Linked DNA regions of Mus musculus: all the other regions are linked to region 1. A link is a contact called in public HiChIP or PLAC-seq data. All regions are on one chromosome and are shown on one strand. The core of a region is the stretch at or near the end of the contact, and the rest is flanking DNA. Distances in the headings are between cores, read along the strand shown.

Region 1 (4,177 bases), core at 949-3,448:
GTGCCTGCATGTGGAATACAGTATAACTAAGGGTTAAACCTAAACTTCCCTGTGAAGTCATTAGATACAAAAAACTTCAGTAACATTCCACATTGCACTTGCTGCCTGGATTGTTTAACAAGCCAAGTAAGCCTACACGCCATTCGGTGTCTGTTTTACTAAATCTCACAGTATCACCAAGAGACATAGGGGGAAAACTTTCCACACCATGGCTTTAATAACTACTGCTTTTCCAACATGGTGGAATTTCACCCTAAAAGGTCCATAGGCCATAGCTGCAAATACATACGTACATACATACATACATACATACATAACTCAAAAAAGTACCGGTATGTAAAGCCACAGCGAGGGGTGGCTCTGAGATTACAGCACTAACTACTCTTCCAGAGGACCTGGGTTTGGTTCCCAGCAACACAGCCACTCATAATCCTCTGTAACTTCAATCCCAAGGATCCACCACCTCCTTGAGCACCCAGGAATGCACAAGGTGCACAAACATACATATAGGCAAAATACCCATTAACATTAAATAAAATAAATAAGTAAATAACAAATGTAGTATGATACCATATTTTTGTAAAGCAATTGCAAAAGCATCTTGAAGGATATGAACTAACATTCCGGCAAGAGGAGAGACGCGATTATCATTCTTTCCTCCTCATGTACTTCTATAAACATCTCCTCCAATCACTACAAAAACATCTCACAAAACAAAAAATATTGTTTTAGAATAGTAAAAAGGGTGAGGGTTTTTTAAAAAAATCTGAAAAGGGGGAAGTGCAAAAAGAAAATTCTCCTTTGTCTATATCATCAAGATTCCAAGTATGGGAGAAAAAAAAGAGGGAAAATCCATGATCTACACAGGAGGAAAAGATTTGATACGAGGTCCGTTACTGCCCAAGGGCACACCCTTCAAAGATAGGGGTCTAAATTCCTAAGACTTCTTCCCAGATTTGATGGACAGCAATCAATCTGTTTCCTCGTTCCTTCCTGCTGCTTTCCACAGAAACACTATAAGTATCTTGGAGAGGGGGAAATGTCCCTTTTCGAAAACACGATGGAACATCCAGGCTTGGTTTTCTGGTCTGAGTGCGGAGGGCAAAAGGGTGGGCGGCTACACTGAAGGAATCTGCGCGAGCAGGGAGTCACCTGAAGCAGGAGCACGCAGCTGCTTCCCCTAACCTCCACAGCAGACACAGGGCAGCGAGCGTTTCCAGACTAGAACCCTTGGTAAACTGTAGGTTTTTCCCAATTCTGGTACGGATAGCTGCCAAGTGACACCACAACACAAAATCGGGAGGGTGTCTTCCACACATGCAGGTATAAATGCTTCCTGAAGCTCATCAGGCGCTCCAGCTGTAAACCCAGGGCACTCCATTACTAAGGCCGCATCCTCGGCTTTTCCAACTGGGGCAACTAAAAGCATCCTGCCGCCTCGCTACAGTTAGCAAGTATCATCTTGGCTAAAATCCTAACGTTTAAGCAGCCACTTCGGAAAACTTCGGCTTTAAGCAGCGACACGGATCTCAAACCATTGCCAGGCTGTTGCCCTGCATTCCTTCCGATAACGGTGCTGCTACCTGCTCCATTGTCAGCCCCGGCTCCACGTACTGAACCAACAGAACTGAACCAACAGAAAAGGGGAATCCTTTAAATCCGCAACACAATGGAGGCTAAAGAAGAGCTCTGGCTTTTAGGATGGCAGCTACCAACACACCACAACAAAAGGGCCCCGTCCGGGTGACTTCATCGAACCCACCAGGCAAACGCCACCGCCCGGCCTTCGGGGTGACTGTCCCTAACCCCCTGCACGCCCGCGCCGCCTATGGGGCCCTAAAAGTGAAAGCACCCGGACTGCGGGTGCCTGTGCAGCCCAGCTGCAGGCTGCCGGGCCAGCGGCTGCGGGCTCCCCGGGTGCAGCGCCCAGCCAAAGGCGCCCGCTCCGCCGCAGCGGTCCCCGGGTGCGCGCGGCCACAGAAGTGGCGACGCCAAGAGGGTCGCCGAGGAGGGCGGTGGGCCGGGGAGAGAGGGGGGGACGGGACACTCACCCGCCCAAAACAGCGGCGGGCGGGGAGGGTGGCGGCCGGGAGCGTTCCGGACGCCGCTGTCGCTGCCGATGCTGCTGGCCGCCGGCCTCCTCCCCTCTGTTTGGATTCGATAGACCACGTCACTCTTAGCCACGAGACCCGGATCTGCGGGCTCCCCGAGGGCGGCGCAACAGATTGTAGCACCCGGAGCCGCTCGTGACCCTACCTAGGGAGCATGCGCGTGTCGCGCGGGCCACCTGCGTCGGAGGGGGGCGGCTCCCGCAGCTCCGGCGCTGACGTGCGTGGGCGCGCCCGGCGTGGGGGAGGCAGTTCCGGTGTGGCGGGGTGGGGTTGCTCCACCGAGAAGGAAGGGCAACCCGGCTGTTAAGTTGTCCCACGTCGCCTCCGTGCTGTCTTCCGTGGTCATGATCATCTGACGTGTCTGTCTGTTTGTCGAGGGAATGGCTTCTGTCCACGGCGGTGTTTAGTCATACTTAGGCGGAGGGGCGCGCGCACAAATTGATGACTGCTGAGACCCGGTCTACCTGCAGAGGTGGCGGTGGGAGTTCATCATCAGGCACGCGTGAAAATCGGAACTCGAAGATTACAGAAGCATGTCAGCTGGGAGGTGGGGAGGGATGAGTGATCCTGATGACGTTCGGATTTTGGATTGGAAAACAGACCTAAATTAAGTTCAACCTTAACCTTAAAAGAGAGATGTTAGAAGCCGGATGTGATGGCTCAACAGCAGAAGCAGAGACAGGCTGGTTTGCAGAGCGAGTTGCAGGACAGCCAGGGCTGCATTGAGAAACCCTGGGGGAGTGGGTGGGAGTATGTGAATTTGAGCCCAGCCAGTGCAGCATAGAATATGTCTGGGTTTTTTTGTTTTTTGTTTTTAAAAGTGAGGGGAGCCTAGCCATGGGTTTGCCCTCCTAGTGGAGGAGGGAATGTGGCCAAAGGAGGTAGCAGCACACCATTCTTGGGCTTGGAAGTTAGGAAGCAGTATTTCAACAATCCAAAGACAGCTTAATTCCCATGTAAGAAAGGACGGGAAATACCAGCAAATTGAAGTGTGGAGCCTGATAAGCAAAAAGAGCACCTCTGGAAGCAGCTGTGGCAGCCGTAATTCTACAGATGTATCCAATGACCTCGAGGAACTCTGGACGAAACTAAGCATATTTTTATAAGAAAGTACAAGAAAAAAATTATCCTGAGAATCTAAAGTCTGGACAAAAAATAGTGAACGGCAGAAAACATCCACTTGGAATTTCATTTTCTTCCCTAATAGTTTAACAATCTGACAACAAAAAAAGAAAAACAAAACCCTTTAAAACAGTGCTGCACAGTCTGTCTTTGGCTACATGGTTCACAATCCGTGTTCTACTGAGGTATGGCCTGCTTTCTTTGGTAAGGTTACAAGTTAGAAAAGAAAACAAAACCCGACCAGCGAAAACAAGCAGGGGAGCTCTGTCTTCCCTGGTACACACTGTAACTACAAAATTTCAATGAAGAAACATCCCATATTTAAAACAGAGGAAAGAAACCTTCATGATTCTCAGTGGCTGAGCTGAGAAAAACAAAACTGCTCCGGGAAGTGATGGCACATCCCCTTAATCCCAGCACGAGGAAGGGAAGGTCTGTGGAACTCTTGAGTTTAAGGCTCCCTGGTCCATAGAGTTCCAGGAGAGCCAGGGCTACACAGAGAAGCCCTGTCTTGAAAAAACAAAACAAAACAAAAAGCGGTGGTGGTGCACGCCTTTAATCCCAGCACTTGGGAGGCAGAGACAAGGCAGATTTCTGAGTTGGAGGCCAACCTGGTCTACAAAGTGAGTTCCAGGACAGCCAGGGCTACACAGAGAAACCCTGTCTCGACCACTTGCCAAACAAATACACCACGAACCTGACTTCCCAGCTTGTAATCCACTTGTATGCGTTATTTTTACTTTATTCCTTAAAGTCACCTATTTTCTTTGACGTCTGCATGAAATATTTTCAGAGATTCTACATCAACCAAGTGACACTATCCTTTTTCATGTAATACTAGCACTTTATGAAGACAGCATTTCATACACATATATGTAACTTATTTTTACTTCTATGTGCATTGGTTTTGACTGCATGTATGTCTGTGTGAGAGTGTCGGATCC
Region 2 (3,921 bases), core at 365-2,864, 69 kb after region 1:
GCTATCTATCTCTGCAGCTCCAGTCTCTTAGTTTTCATGTCAACTTTACTTGGGGAACATTAAATGGCCCATGCTTCAGTTTTGTTTAATCCATTTAGGGACTGCAGGTGTAACTCTGGTAGAACAACTGCTTACCAAGCTCACGGAACCTGGGCTTGGTCCTCACACACATCCCACATGTTCATATACAAATCCTGGCTTATATCTTAAGTCATTGAAAAATAGGTTAGAGGTAAGTAATGTATATTAAATGTTGGGAGAGGACTGTGTCTGCTAGGTATGGTTGAGGGAGGGCTTATTAAGGGAGAGTACAAAGGCTCTGGACTGAATATGGCCATGAAAGGAGGGGTGGGGAGTGAGAGAGAAAAGAGGAAAGGGATGGTGGTTTGGGGCAATCTGAAAAAGAGATCAGGAGATTCAGGTATGGAGGCAAAATGGCTGTTATATAGCTAAGTGGAAGCTCAGCCCCATGGAGGGAGAGGCTTAGGGTAGGAGGTCATGTGAGAAGTGCTGGGAAGAGCCACAGGTACTGGGCAAGACCTCTTCCAGATTTCTTTGAGATTTAACAAATGTAGCTGCTAAGCTTTAAATATCTTTATTTCAAACAAGGCATGGAGAATCAAATTTTTCTCTTCCATCAATTTGTTGGTCCACTTTCTCTTCCTCTAAGACAAGTTATCATTATGTAGTGATTTTTTTTTGGGGGGTGGTGGTGGGGGGTGGTTCAAGACAGTGTTTCTCTGTATTGCCCAGGCTGTCCTGGAACTCAATCTGTAGACCAGGCTGGTCTGGAACTCAGAAATTCGCCTGCCTCTGCCTCCCACCTGCTGGGATTAAAGGCATGCAGCACCACTGCCCAGCTGTCTCATTATGTAGTGGAGGCTGGCATAGAATTCACTGCCCAATCTCCTTTTGTGTGAGTTTCCTAAGAACTGGGATTGTACATTTGAACTACCATGCCCATCTTAACAGTTTTTTCTACTGGGGCTGGACAGATGTAATTCAGTGGTAGAGTTACCATTCTAGTTGGTGGCATGAACATGGGAAAATGTAGCCTAAAATGAGGAGGACTAAAGTCACATGCAATCACTTTCTTTAGGGCATAATAGAATTTACATTCTGAGGGTTAAGCAAGATCATATGAGCAAAGTTCAGGTGAGTTCAAGCTGTATACTGTCATGAGGACAGACCCTGCTTGGAAACCTCATCAGAATAATAGAAGCAGGACCTGTAACCTGAAGTAAACCTACTCCTACTTACCATACCTGGGAGGGGCACAGAAGCACATTCTAGGAACAGCCCATGCATGGGAGGAACAGCTCACAGACTCTTCTTGATCCTCATACTTCTGCATCTTTAGTGCTTGCATATGTGTGGGCCTGGCTACCAGAGGTTTTACACGGAGATCTCTGGCCAGGCTTGGTGCGAGGGTTCCCCGAAGGGAAGCGAATGCAGGCAGGGAGGGGAAGTTACTTCCCTGCTTCTGCTGTGCTGGTTGTCTCCACTTCTCTGCCATGCAGTAATTCTTCACTGAGTCGGGTCGGGCTGGGCCGAGGAGAAGCTGACTAGCGAGAGTGCGACAGGACCTCAGGCAGCTCTTTGGGAGAGCCGACCTCTCCCCAAGTGTTAGAGCTCTTAGGACAAAGCCTCAGATGACGGAGTAGTTCTCTCCCTGCATGGGACTTATATACAGTTTTGGGGATGATCCAGGGTTTGACAGCAGGTGCTTTTTATTGGCTTGGACTGAGTTTGGGGAAACCTTATTTGTATGTGGGAGGGCTTGGTGCAGCTAGTACTTGATTGATGCAGCATGCCTCTCTGCAGGGGGGCTGTGGGAGGCTGTAGCTACCTCTGCTGCTGTAGCTGTGTGCTGCGAGCACAGTGGGATACCCAGGAGGCGTGGCCAAACTCCTGCTGTCCCTTGCTGTTGGAAATCTCCGCCCACCACGGGGGCGGGGGGGGGGGGGGCGCTCCGGTTCCAGACCTGTGCTCGACCCGGGGGACCAGGCACAGCTCACCACCCCACAGATATGTACTACTGATCTCAGCTGGATATTTGGATTAAAATTTCATTTTCGAATAGATAAAAATAAGGTGTATGAAAACTTCTTATTTAGGTTCTCCTCTGACCTCCGTGGGCACCAGACAAGCAAGTGGTACACAGACATATGTGCATGCAAGAACCTATATTCACAACAACAAGTACTTTATTTATGAGCTAGTAATGTGTCTAAGCTGGGTAGTGGATGCTTACCCTAGCATGTGCAAAGTCTTGCTTTGATCCTCGATATCAAATATTTATATGGTGGCACACACCTAAAATCCCAGCATACAGTAGGCTGAGGCAGAAAGATCTCTACAGGTTTGAGGTTGGCCTGCATTACATAGAGAGACTGAAAGGACAGTAATAGCATCAGTTGCTACTTTGTACTCAGCATTAATATGTTAAGGATTACTTCTTACACTTTGTTTTCCTTTCACCTCTGAAAATGTATTAGAACCCTTTTTGGAGTCGATGAAGGATAGAGTTGGGATTTGAGCTTGGGCCTAGTACATGCTCAGTATACCTATTCCCAGCCTGAGGACTGCATTAGATTTTGCACTGTTTTTCCTCCGTGCATGCGCGCGCGCGTGTGTGTGTGTGTGTGTGTGTGTGTGTGTGTGTGTGTGTGTGTGTGTGTATACATGTGTCTATATGCACATGTGAGTGCAGGTGTAGGGGTTGTTGGTTCTTTCCTTCTACCATGTAAGTTCTAGAAATTGCCACATTTGGTGACAACCCCTTTTATCTATTGAACCATGTGGCTGGCCTCCTTTTCCCGTCCCTCCAACCTCCTGCATTTCTTCTTTTCAGGCAAGGTCTATGTAGTCTAGGCTGGCCTCAGCTTTGCTATGTAGCTGATCTTAAATTTCTGATCCTCCTCCTTCCACCTTCCTAGTTTTGGGATCATACTCAGCCAGGACTTCATGTATTCTAGGCACTGTTATTGAGCCAAGTGCTGGACCCAGAATTCTGTACTTTCTCATTAGCAATATGGTCATTCATTTTCCTTCACCCAGATTATCTTCAATGTTCTATGCTGTTTTGCTCTATTTTAATAGTTACATTGCTTACTAGGAGCTGTATATTTCATCCATCTGTGTGCCCTTCCCCCCCCTCCCCCCCCCAATTCCCCCTTTGCTTCTCTGGTTGTCCTGGCACTTGTTATGTAGCTTCAAACTTTAGTCCCTGCCTCTGCCTCCACCCCCTGAGTGCTGGGATTAAAGGTGTGCACCACCATGTTTGGGCATTAGTAATGCTTTGTAGATTCAAAGGAATGTTAGAAACACCAAGACTACTAAAAATCTTCCTGCCTTGTGCTGAACTCTTAGAAGAAAGTTATAGAAAAACGCTTTGCAGTTGTCCTCACTAAAGATGGGGTGCCAAAATACACACTGAAGGTTCCCTGTGGATTCTTTATGGGTAACACATTGTTTTGTTTTTTAGAAATTAATGGTTCCATTCTTAAAACTCTGAGGTGAATTATAAAATAATACTTTCTAATGAAAGACTTATATTTGTTATTAAGCAAAGGTAATGATGAAGTGTGTTCTTAGGAAACCCACTTATTCTGAAAAGTGCTGGTGACATCTTTCTTTCCTAGTGTGCCCAAGGTTCCTGGGATTGATCCCAGCACTACCACACTTACTTTTTAAAACAACAGCAACAAGCAAAAAATTTACAGAAATATGTTATCAAAATGATTGTATGATAGGCATTCTCATTTTATACTAATAAAACTGAGAGTTTTACAGTTACAGTTGCAGTGATGTACCCTGAACTATTAAGACGCTGGGAGAAGCAGGATTCAGCATACATTTGACTTCAGGGGCCATGCCTTCTAGTAGTCTGGTAGTGAGTCCATTATCTGAGTGTTCCTG
Region 3 (3,904 bases), core at 1,093-3,592, 110 kb after region 1:
CTGGTCATAGTTACTTTATTTCATGGACTTTGATAAGATAGTTCTGTATTAATCACTTTTTCTAGTTTCAAGGAGTTGATGTTGGAAGTTACATTTTCATCTTTCAGTACCTGTCTTAGTGTGTACCCATCAGCCTGTTGGTGTCACTAAGGGATAGCCTTTTCTCAAGCAAGACTTCCAGTGTCTACACATGTTGTGACAAACCTACATACAGCATAAGGTAGCGGGTGATGTTGGTGTCTCCTTACCTATCTTGTGACTGCTTCCTTAGACTGCTAGAAACTCCGGCGCCTGCAGTCATCACTGGAAGGTGTCATGATTGTGTCGCCTTTGGCGTAGTTATCCCCCCACCCCACCCCTAGCCGTCTATGATGAGGTGTGGCCAGGTCTGTTTGGTTCTGAGGCAAGTGGATCAGGTCATAGCACTGCTTTTTCTGATCGTGTCTCCTATTGTCACCTACTTTTTACAGGCATCATAACAAAAGCTAGACAATTTCTTTGGGGGAAAAAAAAGACTTATTTAATGTAATTTAAAGACTTTTCCAATAGAAAATGAAATATTATTGAAAATGATATCTATTTTTTAGCTTTCAGCATTTGATGGTGCTTTGTCGTGGTGTCTGCTGGAAGTTACTGCCATTATAGGGATTTTCATTAACCTCACTTTGAAAGAACCTTGCTTGTTGGCTTCTTTAGATCTTAAACAGTTTGTTAGTGATGGTAATTCTGTAGGAGGGTCTATTCTGAGCCATTAACTTCTTGTAAGGGGAAAATGGGCTGGTTACCAGAAATATTGAAGCAGGGTGGGCTGTGGGTGGGGGGTTGGGTGTCTGTCTTGAGAATTAAAAACTACGAAACACTTTTGTATACAACTGAATTTTTAAAAAATAAACACATTTTTAAAGATGTTGAATTTTCCCCATTATTGGGAATTCTTAAAAATAAATGCATGCACATTCCCCCTGCACATGTTTTATATCTCATTTCTGAGTCTTCTTTCTAGACAGGGAATTGATTCATCACATTAAACAAGAAGCAGTTAGACGCCCTCAACAACTTCATAGTGATGGTGTGCGTGCTAAGAGTTACAGCTTCATAGTGACGGTGTGCGTGCTAAGAGTTACAGCTTCATAGTGACGGTGTGCGTGCTAAGAGTTACAGCTTCATAGTGATGGTGTGTGTGCTAAGAGTTACAGCTTCATAGTGATGGTGTGTGTGCTAAGTTTCTGTGAATTGTCAAGTCTTTGAGTTTGTGAAGGACTTAGGTTCCTAGTCACCTGCTTTGTACTGGAACATTACAGAGCTGAGTTCTGAGCGAGCGTTTAAGTTCCTCTCTTCCCCTGGTGTTTGAGGCAACACTGTTCAGTTTTCATATTTCCACACAAGTTGTGGCAAGGTTGTGTTGTACCATGAAAACTCTGAATGCTCTTGATGTCATGATTAATCTTAGTTTTAATTTAAGATGACTAAGCTGGTACTAGGTGTTGTGGTATTGATTTCAATATTCAGGAGGCAGAGAGAGACAGGCAGATTTGAGGCTAGCCCTGTCTATGTGTCCAGTTCCAGGTTTACCAAGCTACATTGTTAGACCATATAATAAACATAAAGCCAGCTTTTTTTCTGATCTTGTTCTTCATCTAGGTAAGTATTTAGTGTTTAACAGTGTTTGAAACAATCATTTGCAATGGTAGAGGTGTATCCAGGTGTGTAAGCCTGCTGCTCCAATCTCAGAACTTGGCAAGCCGAGGCAGCAGGATCAGCAGTCCCGCCTCTGATCCTGCCCGTGTGTCCTACAGACCTGAATTTGTTCAGTAGTGGGCCAAACAGATTCCTTCGTGTTCAAGCCCAAAGCGGCAGCAAACTGGCTTACTTACAAGTTTGCTTGGTAAAGTACATAGACCTAATGACCTAATTATCGAACCTCTTAAACTGATTGTGGGGTGGGGAGTTTAGCTCAGTAGCTCATCAGTTGCCTAAACTAACTTTCTATCACATAGGACTGCAAAATCTCATGTAACCAACAAAACAGACAGTGCCAGCGTAGTGCACTGGAGAGTTGTTTCTGTTGCTTGTCGGGGAGCTAGAGTGAGGAGTAGGAAGGGCTTTTTCTCTTTCAAGGCAGTGTAGCCCTGGCTGTCCTGGAACTCAGTCTGTAGACCAGGCTGGCCTCAAACTCAGAAATCCACCTGCCTCTGCCTCCTGAGTGCTGGGATTAAAGGCACGAGCCACCATCACCCAGCGGAAGTGCTTTTTCATAAACCAAGGCTGCATCTAAGACAAGCTCTCACCAGTAAGGTGGTCAACATTAAGGCAGGAACCACTTGGTGTTTGACCTTAGAGAAGTAGCTCCGCTGCATAACCTGAAAGCAGGGCTGTACTTGGGCAGAGTACACTGAGCATACTTGAGGCTCTAGTACTGACTTTAAAACTGAGAAGAGTATAATATATGCTTGTAATCCTGACACTGAGGACGCTGAGGCTGGAGGATCGCTATGATTTGAGATTAGTGAGAGTTTCATAGATCCTTTGTTTAAAAGAAAAACAAAAAAACTGGGGAGTAGGGTTTATAGTCTAAGACAAAACTGCAATCCGGAAATAGCCAATTTACATAACACTAGCACAATTGTCTTTGTTCATGACAGTTATTCTAAATGTTCACTTTTGGTTTTGAGAATCAGTAACAGGGTACCTGTGTTGCACACTGTATCAGTTCTCAGAAGCACAAGGATTTTTTTGTATCAACAAAAGATCCGAGGAAAGCATGCTACCTCCTTTTTCTTGCTACTACTGGTATCACAATTCACACATTTGCATGTGAGTCAGAGGATACCTAATGTCTTTCTCTTTCGGAAAGGGTCTTACCCTAGTGCTATGTGTGTCCATGCCTGTTTTGAGATTCTGGGACTCAGGCTCAGATCCTCATGAAAGAGCATGCACTCTGTTGCATGAAAGCAAGATGGCATATGAGCTCAGGTAGGTCCTGTAGCATGTATGGGGCTCTGGGTTCCGTTGCCAATAGTGTGCAGCCCAGCCCCTGCCTGCAGTGTATCCCTTCACTAAGCACATCTTCCGACCCAGGGCACTTCTGGTTTGTACTTTGAAACACCTTCTGATCCATATAATGGCACCTCTCTTCAGTGTGGCAATGGTCAGTTCATGCCTTTGAAGAGATCTTTTTCCTGGAGGGCAGCCATGGAGAGCCAGTGTGGGTCCTACGGGAAGTGACACTGCACCAGGCCCATTTGCGATGCAGCCAGTGGTGTACTTGCCAGTTCCTAGCACTACCCTTAGATAAATTTAAAGAAGGAGATGTGCACAATTACTCCTTGAGTATACCAGCTTGGCTTTGAGATTATACTGTATCCTTGCTAATGCTCGGGTTTTTATTTTACTTGTTCACACAGGGTTTCACTGTCCTGGAAATTACAGTATGACCAGGCTGGCTTCAAACTTGGGGGACTTTTTCTCCCAGTGCTAGGATTACATGTTTATGTGACCATGCCTCATTACTGCTGTTCATATTTTCGAGCATGAGGATTTCTTCAAGAAACAGTAGAGCTGTTCTATCACACCTGGTTAAAAATGCAAACCTGGATTTGCCTTTTAGAAATTGCAACATGGATTTGATATTTTAGCTCCAGTTGTGGTGGTGCACACCCTTGTCACAGCAATAGGAGGCAGAAGTAGGTTCAAGGCCAGCATGGAACGACGCTGGTTTCCTCTTTTGGTTTTTCGAGACAGGGTTTCTCTGTGTAGCCCTGGCTGTCCTGGAACTCTGTAGACCAGGCTGGTCTCGAACTCAGAAATCTGCCTGTCTCTGCCTCCAGAGTGCTGGGATTAAAGGTTTGTGCCACCATGCCTGGCTGATGCTGGTTTTCAAAAGGAAAAAACAAAAACAAAAAAC

Evidence for each region. HiChIP or PLAC-seq counts read pairs in DNA pulled down with a chosen protein or histone mark.
Region 2: a contact with region 1 is called in an H3K27ac HiChIP or PLAC-seq map of embryonic stem cells, with 6 read pairs. The contact joins the enhancer-like site here to the promoter of Smim14 in region 1. A contact is called at or near these places in 3 of 484 Hi-C or Micro-C datasets (brown adipocytes, hemogenic endothelial cells and nephron progenitors), 5 of 115 datasets of contacts at active chromatin or transcription factors (the HPC-7 cell line, the SCID.adh cell line, embryonic stem cells and 1 more) and 3 of 9 other capture datasets (adipose tissue, liver and pancreatic islet).
Region 3: an H3K4me3 HiChIP or PLAC-seq map of embryonic stem cells shows a contact between it and region 1, with 17 read pairs. The contact joins the enhancer-like site here to the promoter of Smim14 in region 1. A contact is called at or near these places in 1 of 15 datasets of contacts at CTCF or cohesin (large pre-B cells), 2 of 484 Hi-C or Micro-C datasets (adipose-derived mesenchymal stem cells and nephron progenitors), 5 of 115 datasets of contacts at active chromatin or transcription factors (the HPC-7 cell line, the SCID.adh cell line, bone marrow-derived macrophages and 2 more) and 3 of 9 other capture datasets (adipose tissue, liver and pancreatic islet).

What each region holds. Positions count from the first base shown.
Region 1 is chr5:65,490,685-65,494,861 of GRCm38.p6, forward strand. It overlaps Smim14 (small integral membrane protein 14), which reads right to left and starts at 2,199. Exons shown (of 5, transcript NM_133697.4): 1 at 2,052-2,199.
Region 2 is chr5:65,559,842-65,563,762 of GRCm38.p6, forward strand. All of the region lies in intron 1 of Ube2k (ubiquitin-conjugating enzyme E2K), which reads left to right. Gm40309 (a long non-coding RNA gene) reads left to right here. Exons shown (of 2, transcript XR_868455.3): 2 at 1-3,921. Among named protein-coding and RNA genes, the nearest start is that of Gm40309, 20 kb to the left of the region's middle. Within about 2 kb of position 1,615, at least 35 of the 459 cell types and tissues checked have an H3K27ac peak or open chromatin away from gene starts, as enhancers often do. A contact at or near this core is called in embryonic stem cells, where this site is marked.
Region 3 is chr5:65,598,024-65,601,927 of GRCm38.p6, forward strand. It overlaps Ube2k (ubiquitin-conjugating enzyme E2K), which reads left to right. Exons shown (of 7, transcript NM_016786.4): 7 at 1-966. Among named protein-coding and RNA genes, the nearest start is that of Gm40309, 58 kb to the left of the region's middle. Within about 2 kb of position 2,343, at least 9 of the 459 cell types and tissues checked have an H3K27ac peak or open chromatin away from gene starts, as enhancers often do. A contact at or near this core is called in embryonic stem cells, where this site is marked.